Linked DNA regions of Mus musculus: all the other regions are linked to region 1. Evidence: chromatin contacts called from public promoter capture Hi-C data. All regions are on one chromosome and are shown on one strand. Each heading gives the region's core, a stretch centred on a gene start, on an enhancer-like site or on the middle of the called end of the contact. The rest is flanking DNA. Distances are from core to core; before and after follow the strand shown.

Evidence for each region. Promoter capture Hi-C pulls out the DNA fragments that hold promoters and counts their contacts. Capture Hi-C pulls out chosen DNA fragments and counts their contacts.
Region 2: a contact with region 1 is called in a promoter capture Hi-C map of the HPC-7 cell line. The contact joins the promoter of Usp2 here to the promoter of Dpagt1 in region 1. A contact is called at or near these places in 17 of 39 promoter capture datasets (the 3T3-L1 cell line, 3T3-L1-derived adipocytes, the C10 cell line and 11 more), 1 of 15 datasets of contacts at CTCF or cohesin (embryonic stem cells), 6 of 484 Hi-C or Micro-C datasets (cardiomyocytes, cerebral cortex, embryonic stem cells and 2 more), 18 of 115 datasets of contacts at active chromatin or transcription factors (the 230-238 cell line, the NIH/3T3 cell line, bone marrow-derived macrophages and 12 more) and 5 of 9 other capture datasets (adipose tissue, embryonic stem cells, liver and 2 more).
Region 3: a promoter capture Hi-C map of adipose tissue shows a contact between it and region 1. The contact joins the promoter of Arcn1 here to the promoter of Dpagt1 in region 1. A contact is called at or near these places in 9 of 39 promoter capture datasets (the C10 cell line, the HPC-7 cell line, cranial neural crest and 5 more), 2 of 484 Hi-C or Micro-C datasets (embryonic stem cells and pre-B cells), 2 of 115 datasets of contacts at active chromatin or transcription factors (embryonic stem cells and memory CD8 T cells) and 4 of 9 other capture datasets (adipose tissue, liver, macrophages and 1 more).
Region 4: a contact with region 1 is called in a promoter capture Hi-C map of pancreatic islet. The contact joins the promoter of Thy1 here to the promoter of Dpagt1 in region 1. A contact is called at or near these places in 3 of 39 promoter capture datasets (embryonic stem cells, hippocampal neurons and neural stem cells), 4 of 115 datasets of contacts at active chromatin or transcription factors (the SCID.adh cell line, embryonic midbrain, embryonic stem cells and 1 more) and 3 of 9 other capture datasets (adipose tissue, liver and pancreatic islet).

Annotation. Positions count from the first base shown.
Region 1 is chr9:44,325,016-44,328,338 of GRCm38.p6, forward strand. It overlaps Dpagt1 (dolichyl-phosphate (UDP-N-acetylglucosamine) acetylglucosaminephosphotransferase 1 (GlcNAc-1-P transferase)), which reads left to right and starts at 1,800. Exons shown (of 9, transcript NM_007875.3): 1 at 1,800-2,190; 2 at 2,537-2,657; 3 at 2,938-3,151. The coding sequence starts at 2,024.
Region 2 is chr9:44,065,129-44,068,348 of GRCm38.p6, forward strand. Usp2 (ubiquitin specific peptidase 2) reads left to right here and starts at 1,893. Exons shown (of 13, transcript NM_198092.2): 1 at 1,893-2,092. Gm39325 (a long non-coding RNA gene) reads right to left here. Exons shown (of 3, transcript XR_870690.2): 3 at 1,197-2,103.
Region 3 is chr9:44,766,238-44,769,342 of GRCm38.p6, forward strand. It overlaps Arcn1 (archain 1), which reads right to left and starts at 1,571. Exons shown (of 10, transcript NM_145985.4): 1 at 1,433-1,571. The coding sequence starts at 1,435.
Region 4 is chr9:44,041,538-44,044,890 of GRCm38.p6, forward strand. It overlaps Thy1 (thymus cell antigen 1, theta), which reads left to right and starts at 1,847. Exons shown (of 4, transcript NM_009382.3): 1 at 1,847-1,939. Gm39323 (a long non-coding RNA gene) reads right to left here and starts at 647. Exons shown (of 3, transcript XR_870686.2): 1 at 1-647.

The DNA.
Region 1 (3,323 bases), core at 550-3,049:
CAGCCTCCCAGTTTGGAAGACCCTTCCCCTCCAACTATGGAAATGTTGTGAGCTAATATCCCTCCCTCCCTTCCTCCCTCTCACATCCGCGTGCACTCCAATCCCTCTCTCTCTTTTTTTTTTTTTTACTCACTCATCATGCATGATGATGCCTGGTACACAGGTCTCTTTGTGTCCTATGCCTCAGGGGACACCAGAGGAGAGGAAAACATTTGCCTCCCTGATGTTGGCTTGCATGTGTTACACATACAAGAAAAACAAAACTTACTATACTATCCAGTAAAGTGTATTTGGGACATAGATGGGGCTTTTAATGTTAATAAGAGCCATCTCCAAGTTGAATGGACATTGAATACCTGACTTTCAGAAAAAGGAACCTAAGAAGTTCTTCTTCTTCTTCTTCTTTTTTTTTTTTTTTTTTTTTTTTTTTTTGGTTTTTCGAGACAGGGTTTCTCTGTGTAGCCCTGGCTGTCCTGGAACTCACTCTGTAGACCAGGCTGGCCTTGAACTCAGAAATCCACCTGCCTCTGCCTCCCAAGTGCTGGGATTAAAGGCGTGGGCCACCACCACCCGGCTTTTTTTTTTTTTTTTTTAGATTTATTATATGTAAGTACACTGTAGCTGTCTTCAGACACACCAGAGGAGGGCGTCAGATCTCATTACGGATGGTTGTGAGCCACCATGTGGTTGCTGGGATTTGAACTCAGGACCTTCGGAAGAGCAGACTTAACCACTGAGCCTACTCTCCAGCCCTTAAGAAATTCTTTGACCTAAGTAGTGTCAACTTCACCCTGATTCTAGGAGTATGCTGTAATTCAAAAGGGGATGGACAAAACGCCATGTTATTGTCAACTCCCTAACTCTCTGTGGTGGATTCCTCTCTGAGGAAAACATTTGCCACCTAAGGGATCAATATTCCAGTGAACTGCTGTACTACTAGCGTGTACAGGTGTCAAAAGGCAAGTAAGTGACTGGGAGGAAGAAACTTGACTGGGAGGAAACCCACAAGCTCACTGGAGGTATGGACAAGCTCTCCTGCCTCGTTAGTTATTTGCAATGCGTCGGTTTCTGTCTATTTGGAAAGCGTTGGCACAGTGCTGTGATCCAACATCAAGTTTTAATCCCTGCTTTAATCGAAGACCTGAAAGCTCAAACAGTTTCCTCCTGGCGAAATGCAGCGGTAGGTTGCCCAGCAACAAACTGCTATAGTGGAGGCAGAAGGTGGGTGGGTTGTGGGAAAAGTACCTGGATCATGAACAAGAAAAAGGGCGGGAGGGGCTTTTCGAGTGTCTGAGCTTCCCAGGTTTTAAAAACCCTCCAGATTGTTCCTGAGTTTCTGGAACCAGTGTTTACGTCGGCAACAGTTTTCCTGCAAAGAGCGGGTGTGCTTCCACACTCTCATTCTTCCTGACCACGGCCAGCTCTCAGTAGCCATATTTCCAGCCCCAGGGCATCCCAGACTAAGCTCAGGCTGCTAGCCCTTTAAACCCGACCTGCGAGGGAGACGACGTGGAACCACAGAACTAGCGGTGTCAGCCACGTGGTACGAGGAAGCGTTCATGTTGGAACTGGGCAAAGCCTATTTCCACTCTGAGCTGCACAATATGATTGTTTCGAGAGTATCCACGTTCTTGTATTTTCTTCAGTTGAGTTTTCAAAAACGCTAATGGTACCACTCCTTTAGAACTAAAGCTTTGTTTAAAATAACACTACCGGTCCGGCTACAGTGCCCGTTTTAAAAATGGTGCTTCGGTCTTCAGCAGCGATAGTTCTTTCGCAATTAAGATCCGGGTGGAAACAATGGGTAGGTGCAGCGGGGCAGAGCCGAGGTTGCTTCCTAAGAGCTTCTTGCTGGTCAGGAGGGAGGGTCAGGTCCTAGCGTCCTAGCTGGGTTTTGTTCCCGCTGGCGCCGGAATCCTCTGCGGGTTGGGAGCCGCACTGCCGGCTGCCGAGGCCACGGGATTGTTCCTGGCTTACCAGTTAGCTGAGTAGGCGGCGGGGCGGCGGCCACCGGAGGGTCACCATGTGGGCCTTCCCGGAGTTGCCCCTGCCGCTGCCGCTGCTGGTGAATTTGATCGGCTCGCTGTTGGGATTCGTGGCTACAGTCACCCTCATCCCTGCCTTCCGTAGCCACTTTATCGCCGCGCGCCTCTGTGGCCAGGACCTCAACAAGCTCAGCCAGCAGCAGATGTGAGTAACCGCACGCGAGTGTCCTGGGTTGGGGGGGGGGGGGGCAGGATTGTGCAGAACAGGGGCAAGGACTGAGATGCTTGGCTTTGCACTAGCCGGAAAGCTAACCTAGGCACCCAGAACTCTGGGAGGTCATTAAAGTTGTCTATCCTTGGGAAGGACGGAATGGAACTGTTGGGTGTCAGGAGTTGTAGAGGGGTAGGTATCCTTTGCCCTGTGCACGCTCTCCCTACTCCCCAACAAACAAAATCCTGAGAAGGCCACTTTGGTTTACTGGGACCCCTACTATTGTGAGTGACCACGCCCCTTTCTTCTTCCTCCTCCACCCTTTCCCGCTGGGCCGCAGCCCAGAGTCCCAGGGAGTGATCAGCGGTGCTGTTTTCCTTATCATCCTCTTCTGCTTCATCCCTTTCCCCTTCCTGAACTGCTTCGTGGAGGAGCAGTGTAAGGCATTCCCCCACCATGAAGTAAGTGCACCAGTGGGGAAGTTATTAGCGGGCTGGCTGGGGCCGGGCACTTGAGTTGGGGTTATTTGGATTTGGGAAAAGGATGCTTGTGGCCACAACCATAGAGACAGGAATTCTTGGACTGGTGATATAGCTCGGTGGTAGAGCGCTTTCTCAGTATGTGAGTATGTGCAAGGACCCGGCGTTCAATCACCAACTCCGAAAAAAAAAATGGAAAAGACAGGAATTCTTGACAGAGTAGAAGTAGGTGTGAGTCATTACGTGCCCACTTCTCCCCCAGTTTGTGGCCCTAATAGGTGCCCTCCTTGCCATCTGCTGCATGATCTTCCTGGGGTTTGCTGATGATGTCCTCAATCTCCGCTGGCGCCACAAGCTGCTGCTGCCCACAGCTGCCTCACTACCTCTCCTCATGGTCTACTTCACAAACTTTGGCAATACAACCATCGTGGTGCCCAAGCCCTTCCGCTGGATTCTGGGCCTGCATTTGGACTTGGGTGAGTAACCTTGCCACTACTGCCCCTGTGGCACCTACTTTCTGGTACCCTTGCCTCTGAGGTCCCAATAGAGGACCCCTCCTGGTGGTCCATATCCCCATCAACCATTTCTTTTCTGTCCTTGTATCTACTTTCTCTCTTTTCCCTCCTTCTTCCCTATCTCTTATTTCCT
Region 2 (3,220 bases), core at 643-3,142, 260 kb before region 1:
GATGATATTGGAGGAAAAATTCAGGGGAGGAGCTAAGGGCTTAGGAGAATTAATGATGCAGGCAAAACTGAAGTCTTGGGACTTATCTTGGCACTAGCCTACTTGGTTGGGCAGCTTTCCTCATCAGTCAGGAAGAAGGGTGGGGTATAAGAGCCAAGTGGGAACAGGCTGGAAAGATGGCTCAGTGGTTAAGGGCACTGGCTACTTTTCCAGAGGTCCTGAGTTCAGTTCCCAGCAACCACATCTGTAATGGGATCTGATGCCCTCTTCTGGCACGTAGGTGTATATGCAGATAGAGTACTCATATACATAAATCTTTTTTTTTAATTTTTAAATAAAAATTTAAAAAAATAATCAAGAGGGGGAAAATATATCAAGATTTGCCCTGGCCCTTTTTTTTTTAAGAGGAAACTTAACAGGGTTAGCATTTCACTTTTGTTGTATTTTGTTTTTATGATTTTTGTTTATGTGTTTGTGTGCACATGCACATTTGGAGCTCAGACCATGTGAGTTGGTGCAGAGGCAGGTGGATCTCTGTGAATTCAAGGATAGCCTGGACTATGGAGTGAGTTCCAGGACTACATAGAAAAACCTTGCCTTGAGGAAAAAAAAAAAAAAAGAGGGGCTAAAGAGATGGATGGCTCAATGGTTAAGAGCACTGACTGCTCTCCCAGAAGACCTGGGTTCAATTCCCAGCAACCGCATGGCAGCTCACAACTGTCTGTAACTCCAATGTCTGATACCTTCACACAGACATACACACAGGCCAAACACTAATGCACATAAAATAAAAATAAATTATTTTTTAAAAAAGAATAACTCTGATTTTTCTTAGGGGGTGTTATCTAATTTAACAATAAATAACTCTTAGAAGTCAAGTTTGCAGGCTGGATAGATGGCTCAGCAGTTAAGAGCACTGTCAGCTCTTCCTAAAGGACCAGGGTTCAATTCCCAAAATCTAAATGGCAGCTTACAACTGTCTGTAACTCCACCTCCAGGGGATCAATCATACATGCAAGCAAAGCACCATTGCACACAATAACTAATTGATTAAAAATAAAGTCATTTGCTTAAAATTAAAATACAAGTTGCATCTTTTTTTCTTATTCTAAACCTGATAGCTTAGATGAAATGCTATCCTTTCTTGGGCTAAGTCCTCCCAGTAGTCACCTAAGCGAACTGCATTAGTAGACATGTACAAGACACTTGACATTTATTTACCACTTGAACATGGTCTCCCTAGGCTTCAGCTACATTGTGCAATAGATGACTATAGTGGTTCTTTTACAGGACCATTAAAAAGATTAAATGAGAAAGCTAATATATGCAAAGTACTTATCACCATGTCTAGTAATGTACTTAATAAGTAGCCCATAGAATGCGTCACTTGAATAGTCATGTACGTTGATAGTGTGTTGAATGGACATAATCTTTTTTTACCTGATTGATTGACCTATGGGGCTCTATAAATATTGCTATGAGATATACATGGTTGTTTAAATAAATGCATTTTTAAATATAAATAAATAAAATAAAAAAGTAGGCAGAAAAAGAGTCTATGGAATAGAACATTCCCAGCCCGGTAGGAAAGCCTTCTCTAAGATCTGAAAGCTGGAATGTTGCCTTTTCCCGTGAAGTGACCCTCTGTCTCAGTCTTCCCAGCGCCAGGACCTATCAGATTCCAGTCCACTTCTTTCCTTGCGCCACCGGCTCCAAACAGGCGTGCTTTTTCTCCACGTGGTTCTCTGTATATACCCGGTTACCTGGGAGATGCGCGCCGGGCGGGGCTCTACTGACGCAACAATAGGAACAAGCCAATAGCCATGACGTATATCAGTGACGCAAACGCGGGGTGTGGTTTGGCCGGCCCGGGCGCAATGAGGCTGCTGCCCGCTGGGTGGCGCCGATTTCCCGGGGAGGTCCTTTCTGGGCCCCCGGCGGAGGTGGGGGAGAGGCGGGCAGGCACCGAGCGAGGCCAGGGAGCCCTCTGCGTCAGCCACTGCTCGCTGCGCCGCGCCAGTACCAGCCAGGACTCATCCGCAGCTCCATGCTTGTGCCCGGTTCGACTCGTCCATCCTCCGAGAAGAGGCAGGTACGTGCCACCTGTCGCAGGTCGGGGAAGGAAAAAGCCAGGGTCAGTACCAGCTTTGAGACTCGGAAAGTAGGGTGTCAAAGGCAGCCTGGGCAGTCTGGACGTGAGAAATGTAGGGCGAGGGCCAGATGTGTGGAGGGGGAGACTCCAGCTGTGGGTGCCAGTGTATGAGAGGGGCTGCCAGCTGCCAGCTCGGGGTGCCAGGAAGAGCCATCTGTGTGCTGATCAATGTGTTCTGAGGAAACACTGTAACCGCGGGTACAGGTCTCCCCGCCCTGTGTGTTGTGTAGCCCGAGAATGACCCCTGGACCCTGACACCCCCCTCTCCCCACGTGTGTGTGCAGCTAACAACCTCCCTGTTGTTAAACATCCCGGGGCTATCTCTTGGTCAGTTTTCCAAAGCGGGGGAAGGGGCTTAGGGGAAGCTAGCAGTTAAGCGGAAGGGAAAAATTTTCCACCAATCCCAAATCAGAAAGAGGCAACTTTGAAATTCTCACCAATCCCAAAGCAAAAGCAGCCATGCAATGTTCTCTGACATGCAACTTGCCTAGGGGAGTCCTGGTCAACCGTTTCTAGCTCTCCAGAGAAAAGAGAACTCCTAGCTCTTAACCCCAGAGCTTTTGAGAATGAAGTTGAGTTGAAGATTCTAGTAGGGGTTGCTTATCTCCCCCAAACACGGGCATATAAGCTTGCACACACACACACACACACACACACACACACACACACACACACACATCAAACCACAAAACAAGAGGCATGGAGAACTGATGGATGGCCTGGGGTGGGGGATGTCCCCTACTCTTTGATGCTGTAGGCGCATGCCGCTCTGGAATGAGGATTGGAATGAGGGCGTCCTCCAAAGTGCATCACCAGGACCCAGTCTGAGTCAGTACCTTGTGCTGAGACAGGGTGGAGGCACCAGCCCTCGGGCCTTCCAGTCTCCAGGGAGAGCCATCAAGAAGCAGAAGATTCCTCTTGGGAGCAGACAGGTGCACCGAGGCCAGAACGATGGTCCTCTCATGACCCTGTCCAGCCTGCCTTTGACACCCTGGAACCCTGAGCCCTCCAACAGGTAGACTGGAACTGCTCCTCTGGAGCCAAACATTCCCTGGCAGCCCAAGGAAG
Region 3 (3,105 bases), core at 321-2,820, 440 kb after region 1:
TACACACTCTAACATAAACTATGAACACTCCCTAAAACGTAAAAGAGTAGGTGCACACCTTTAATTCTAGTGATGGGAAGCCTGGTCAATAGAATGAGTTTCAGAACAGCCAGGTCAGCATAGTGAGAAACCTTTTCTCTAAAACTAAAAAAAATGGAGGCTAGAGGTATGGCTCAGCAGTTAAGAGTACTTCTTGTTCTTGCATAGGACGTAGGTTAGAATCCCTGTACCACAGGGAGGCTGATAAGTGTCCATAACTATAGTTCTAGGGAATCCAATACCATCTTCAGGTATTGCACAGACACACAACTTCATATACATAAAATAAAAACATCTTAAAATATAAAAGAAAAAACATACACAATAACAACAACAACATCAACTCATGGAATTGGGGCTCAGGGTCGGTATATGAGGTTTTGGAAATTTTATGTCTAATACCAAATTTTGGGAGGCAAGCCTACTTGATGTAAATTTTATACACCTGAGGCTGGAAAAGAAACTTTCTGTGGTTTAAAGACCAAACATGAATTTCTCCTCTAACCAAATTCTTATCAAAAGAGTTGTTAGTAGAACTTAATAGGACAAGTACCAAGAGAGTCAGTCATGTTACTTAGGTATGCTTTCAAAGCACCTTTAAAAATTCTTCAAAAGTTACTAGATCTAAGGATCTCCTCTTATTCCCGAATATTCAGATTTCAGTCGATTAAGGAGGATCTGGTGGAGTTAATTCTGCTTTCTCCTACCCTCACCTACAAATAACCTCTCCTATCTTGGTAACAGATGAGTTCATAGAGAAATAAGCTCCGCTGGCATCAGAGTCCCCAAGCACAGCCCACCTCTCCTATTCCACATAACAGCTGTGATTACAGTAAGCCACACTCCTGTCACTCCACCAAAACGGTCGGTCCCTTAAAGACAGAAACCCTGTGCTGTCACTCCGTTTCTCTACGTTCTATATACACTCTGCACCAGCCTCGCTGCCAAAGACACGTACGCGCTACCCTAGCACAGGGTAGCTACGGGGACACCGGGGTCCCTCAAACGGGCGCCCGAAGTTACCATTTCCGCACTGCCTCTACTTCCCCCTTTCAATTAAGAGGTGGAGGAGGGAGAAGAAAAGCTTTGAGGCGTGGTGACAAGAGGACGAAAAGCGGCGGACAGGCCCAGCCTCCAGCCCTGCGGTTCCGGAGCTCGCAGGGAACCGGCGGGACCTGAGGACGGAAGACCCGCGCGACAACCACCAGCCCGAGTGGCGGGCGGGCGGACGTGGCGGCGCTGCCGGCGGAGGCTAGGTGGGCGCGGCAGCTTTCGCTCTAGGACTCCGGGAGGCCGTGCCAAGCCTGGGCCGACAGCAGGGCTCCGGGCGCGGCTCCTGCGGTCCCGGCCCAGCCGGCGAGGACGTGGCGAGGGAACCCGGCTCGGCGCTTACCATGGTGAGGCCGCAGGTGGGGCGCGCTGCGCCGCGCTCTGGCTCTGCGGGGACTCGGGCTGCTGCCCAGAGACGCGGAGCTCTGGCCGCTCCGGACCTGCCGCCCCTGACAGGAGCCTCCGCCGCTTCGCCTCTTGCCAAGATGGCGGCCCCAAGCCACGTCTCCAACCGGAAACGGCGCGGGTCAAAGGGCGGGGGGCGGGGCCAGTAAGCTCCGAAGCCAGGAAACTCAGACCCCTGTTAGCCCAGGATTTGCAGGTTTGGCTAGAATTGTGGAGCGTCATTCCTCTGTCCTTTCTTTCTCTTCGCCTGCGTTTATTTGGTGCTGCTTCTTTTTTTTTTTTTTTTTTTTTTTTTTTTAAAGATTTATTTATTATTATATGTAAGTACACTGTAGCTGTCTTCAGACACTCCAGAAGAGGGAGTCAGATCTCGTTACGGATGGTTGTGAGCCACCATGTGGTTGCTGGGATTTGAACTCCGGACCTTCGGAAGAGCAGTCGGGTGCTCTTACCCACTGAGCCATCTCACCAGCCCTTGGTGCTGCTTCTTAAAGTTCGTAAAAACACTCAATGGAATATATAAAATAATCTGTGACCATGAGGAACTAGTATCCTGAATACATAACGTCTAGAACTCCCGTAATAAAGCCGGCATGGTGTCCCCTCACCTGTAATCAATTCCAGGTAAATTAGGAAACTGAGGAGGAAGACCAAAAATTGTCCAGCCGGGCACACGCCTTTAATCCCAGTACTCGGGAGCCAGGGGCAGGACGATCTCTGTAAATTTGAAGCCAGCCTGGTCTACAAAACAAGTCTGGGATAGCCAGAGAGAGCTACACAGAGAAACCCTGTCTTGAGAAGCAAAGCACTAATAAAATACTGACACATACAACATAGATTAGCCTTGAAAACAGGTGTAAAGAAACAGATGCAAAGGCCACTATTTGTTTGCAATGACTAAACCAGGGATATCTGTGAAATTAGAAAGCTTATAAGTGATTTATCGGAGTTCCAGAAGACTAGGACATAGCGGCTAGTGCATTATGTTTGGAATGTAAGTGCCATGGAATTACCCAGAGGCAGATATCCTGAAAGCCACTGAACTGTACGGTTTATCTTCAATATGTAATTATTTTATTTTTAAATCCTATGTGTGTTCAGACATGTGCCTGCGAATGCAGGCGCTGCCTGATATGGGTGCTGGGAATCGAACTGGGGCTTTTTGAAACAGCAACGGATACTCTTGACTGCTGAACCCCCTCTCCAGTCCTGAACTGTATACTTCAAAGGGCTGGGGTTTTTTGTTTGTTTGTTTGTTTGTTTGTTTTAGGGTCCTGAGAGATAGCTCAGCAGTTAAAATCCTATATTGCTCTTGCAGATTTGGTTTTCTCCTGCCTCAAAAAAGAAAGAAAAGAAAATGTATGTTCACAAGTGTCCTTGGTCAGGCGCGCCTTAGAGGCTGTATAACAGAAGTAAAAACAAACGAGGAATCAGCGCGACCTGTGCTTAAATTCTTTTCAGTACTCAAGGCCTTAGTCGTTAGTTAACTCACTACACCTCTCTAAGCCTGTTATTACTCTTTAAACTGGTGGGAGCACATACTTCATAAATTTATAGAGTTAGATAATAGAAAATAAATTAGACTGTATAAGCTAAGTGTTCCACCACAGT
Region 4 (3,353 bases), core at 597-3,096, 280 kb before region 1:
AAGCCCCGGGGAACTTTGCATAAAGTGGCTTACCAGAAAGATAGCCCCCACTCCTGTTAGAATGTCCCATTGTCTCCAGCACTGGGGAAGCACATAGCTCTCCAAGGGAGGGGACTGAAATTGCATCTGCAGGCCCAGGGATGGCTTCCAACAGTGCCATTTACTGTATTGAAAGCTTCAGTGACCGTGCCAGGGCCAACTTCTATGAAGAAACAGGAGACTGGGCAGGCAGATGGCTGAGAGGCAGAGCCAGGCCACAAGACTCTCCACCCAGAATTCAGAGACCGGGAACCAAACTAGCCTTTAAAAAACATAAGTACAGGAGCCAGCAAGATGGCTCAGTGGGTAAAGGTGCCTACCAGCAAGCCTGACAGCCTGAGTTCAGTCCCCACGAACTACGTGGTAGGAGAGGACCAACCAACTCTGGAAATCTGTTCTGCAAACACATGCTCACACACACACACACAAATAGTATAAACAATTTTAAATTTCATTTAAAAATAATTTGTAAACAAAATCATTAGCACAGGTTTTAGAAAGAGCCTCTTGGTGACATCAAGTTGATGCTGTAGATGGGGTATCATTCCTGAGGACCCAAAACCGGGTCTCAGCCTTTCCCCATTCTGAGAGTTCTCTCTTTTCTCAGCCACTAGCTGAAGAGTAGAGTGGCTCAGCACTGGGCTCTTGAGTTCCCAAGTCCTACAACTGGTCAGCCTGACTACTAACCAGCCATGAAGAAACAAGGAGTGGATGGGCTGAGTCTGCTGGGATGGGAGTGGAGTTAGTAAGTGGCCATGGATGTAATGACCCCAGCAATGCTGGCTAGAAGGCATGCCTCCTTTCCTTGTCTGGAGACGGAACGGGATCATCTTGTACTCACAGAAGGGAGAACATTCTAGCTGGTTGGGCCAAAATGTGCAAGTTCACCTGGAGGTGGTGGTGCATGCTTTTAACTCCAGTACTCAGGAGGCAGGGCCAGGTGGATCTCTGTGAGTTCAAGACCAGCCTGCACTATGGAGAGAGTTTTGGGACAGCCAGAGTTACACAGAAAAATCCTGGTGGAAAATCTGAAAGAAAGAGAGAAAGAAAGAAAGAAAGAAAGAAAGAAAGAAAGAAAGAAAGAAAGAAAGAAAGAAAGAAAGAAAGGAAGAAAGAAAGAAAGAGTGGCAGGCAGGCAGGCAGGAGGAAGGAAGGAAGGAAGGAAGGAAGGAAGGAAGGAAGGAAGGAAGGAAGGAAGGAAGGAAGGAAAATAGGTGCGACTTCAAGATCCGGAGTTACAAGCAGAATGCACTGTTTCCCTAACAGGGCCAAGTGTTTTGAGTAACTGAAGGTGGGCATGATGCCTGGGAAGCAGAAACAAGCCAGGCAGATGCACCCCTTGCCTTGCTTCCGAAGGGCTGCAGTAGCATGGAAAACATGGAAAACAACCAATCCATTCCCTTTGCTGATATAACAGGCTCCAAAGCCAAAACCTGTCACTGGAGGCTCAAGAGCAGATCTCCAGCCAAGAGGCAAAGGAATGGGGGAAGCTGGAGGGCCTCCCTCTGGTTATCCAGGCTTCTGAAGGTTCAAGCAAAGAAAGGGTTACAACCTTAAAAGGAGAGCGTCCCGGGGTATGGGTAGAAGACTGCTCCACCCCGACCCCCAGGGTCCCTAACCGTCTTTTCCCTGGGCGAGTCAGCCCAATCACAGGACTGAGAGTGCCTCTTTAGTAGCAGCAAGCCACTTCGGACACCCAAATGGAACACCTCCAGTCAGCCCTCGCCGACCACCCCACCCCCTCCATCCTTTTCCCTCAGCCTCCGATTGGCTGAATCTAGAGTCCCTCCCTGCTCCCCCCTCTCTCCCCACCCCTGGTGAAAACTGCGGGCTTCAGCGCTGGGTGCAGCAACTGGAGGCGTTGGCGCACCAGGAGGAGGCTGCAGCTAGGGGAGTCCAGGTGAGAGCAGGCCGACGGGAGGGACCCGCACATGCAAGGACCGCCGCAGGGCGAGGATGCAAGCCTTCCCCAGCTACAGTTTTGGGAAAGGATACCAGGGCGCTCCTATATGGGGGCGCGGGAACTGGGGAAAGAAGGTGCTCCCAGGTCGAGGTGGGAGAGGAAGGCAGTGCGGGGTCACGGGCTTTCTCCCTGCTAACGGACGCTTTCGAAGAGTGGGTGCCGGAGGAGAACCATGAGGAAGGACATCAAGGACAGCCTTTGGTCCCCAAGCTCAAATCGCTTTAGTGGTGCGAATAGAGGGAGGAGGTGGGTGGCAAACTGGAGGGAGTCCCCAGCGGGTGACCTCGTGGCTGGCTGGGTGCGGGGCACCGCAGGTAAGAAAACCGCAATGTTGCGGGAGGGGACTGGGTGGCAGGCGCGGGGGAGGGGAAAGCTAGAAAGGATGCGAGGGAGCGGAGGGGGGAGGGAGCGGGAGAATCTCAACTGGTAGAGGAAGATTAAAATGAGGAAATAGCATCAGGGTGGGGTTAGCCAAGCCGGGCCTCAGGGAAAGGGCGCAAAGTTTGTCTGGGTGTGGGCTTAGGTGGGCTGGGTATGAGATTCGGGGCGCCGAAAACACTGCTGCGCCTCTGCCAAATCACGCTACCCCTGTATCTAGTTCTGCCAGGCTTCTCCAGCCCCAGCCCCAATTCTTTTCTCTAGTGTTCCCCCTTCCCTCCCCTGAATCTCAAGCCCACACTCCCTCCTCCATAACCCACTGTTATCAAATCCAAGTCATTTGCCACCCAACAACCATCAGGAGGCGGAAGCAGACGGGAGGAGTTTGAGATCAACTTGGGCTACATCACGAGTTCCAGGCTCACCAAGGCTTCTTAAGGAGACCTTGTCTCTAAAATTAATTAATTAATTAATTAATAGTCCCCTTTCTCTGCCACAGAACCTTGGGATCTGGCTCCTGGTCGCAGCTCCCCCCACCCCAGGCTGACATTCACTGCCATAGCCCATCCGGAAATCCTAGTCTATTTCCCCATGGATCTTGAACTGCAGAGAGAATGGCAGAGTGGCCCGCCCTGTGCAAAGGATGTTCCTAGCCTAGGTGGAGCTCGCGAACTCGCAGACTGTGCCTCTCTTGGGCAAGGACAGGCTAGACAGCCTGCCGGTGTGTTGAGCTAGGGCACTGTGGGGAAGGCAGAGAACCTGTGCAGGGCAGCAATGAACACAGGACCAGAAAACTGCAGCCCTAGGAACACTCAAGAGCTGGCCATTTGCAAGCATCTCTGGCCTCCGTGCTTCTCACTCATGTCCCATGTCTTATACAGGCCTCTGTGGCACCTCGCTTGCCTGATCTCATCCCTAGCCGTTAAGCTTTCTGCATGACTTATCACTTGGGGCATAATGCTGGATACCTACC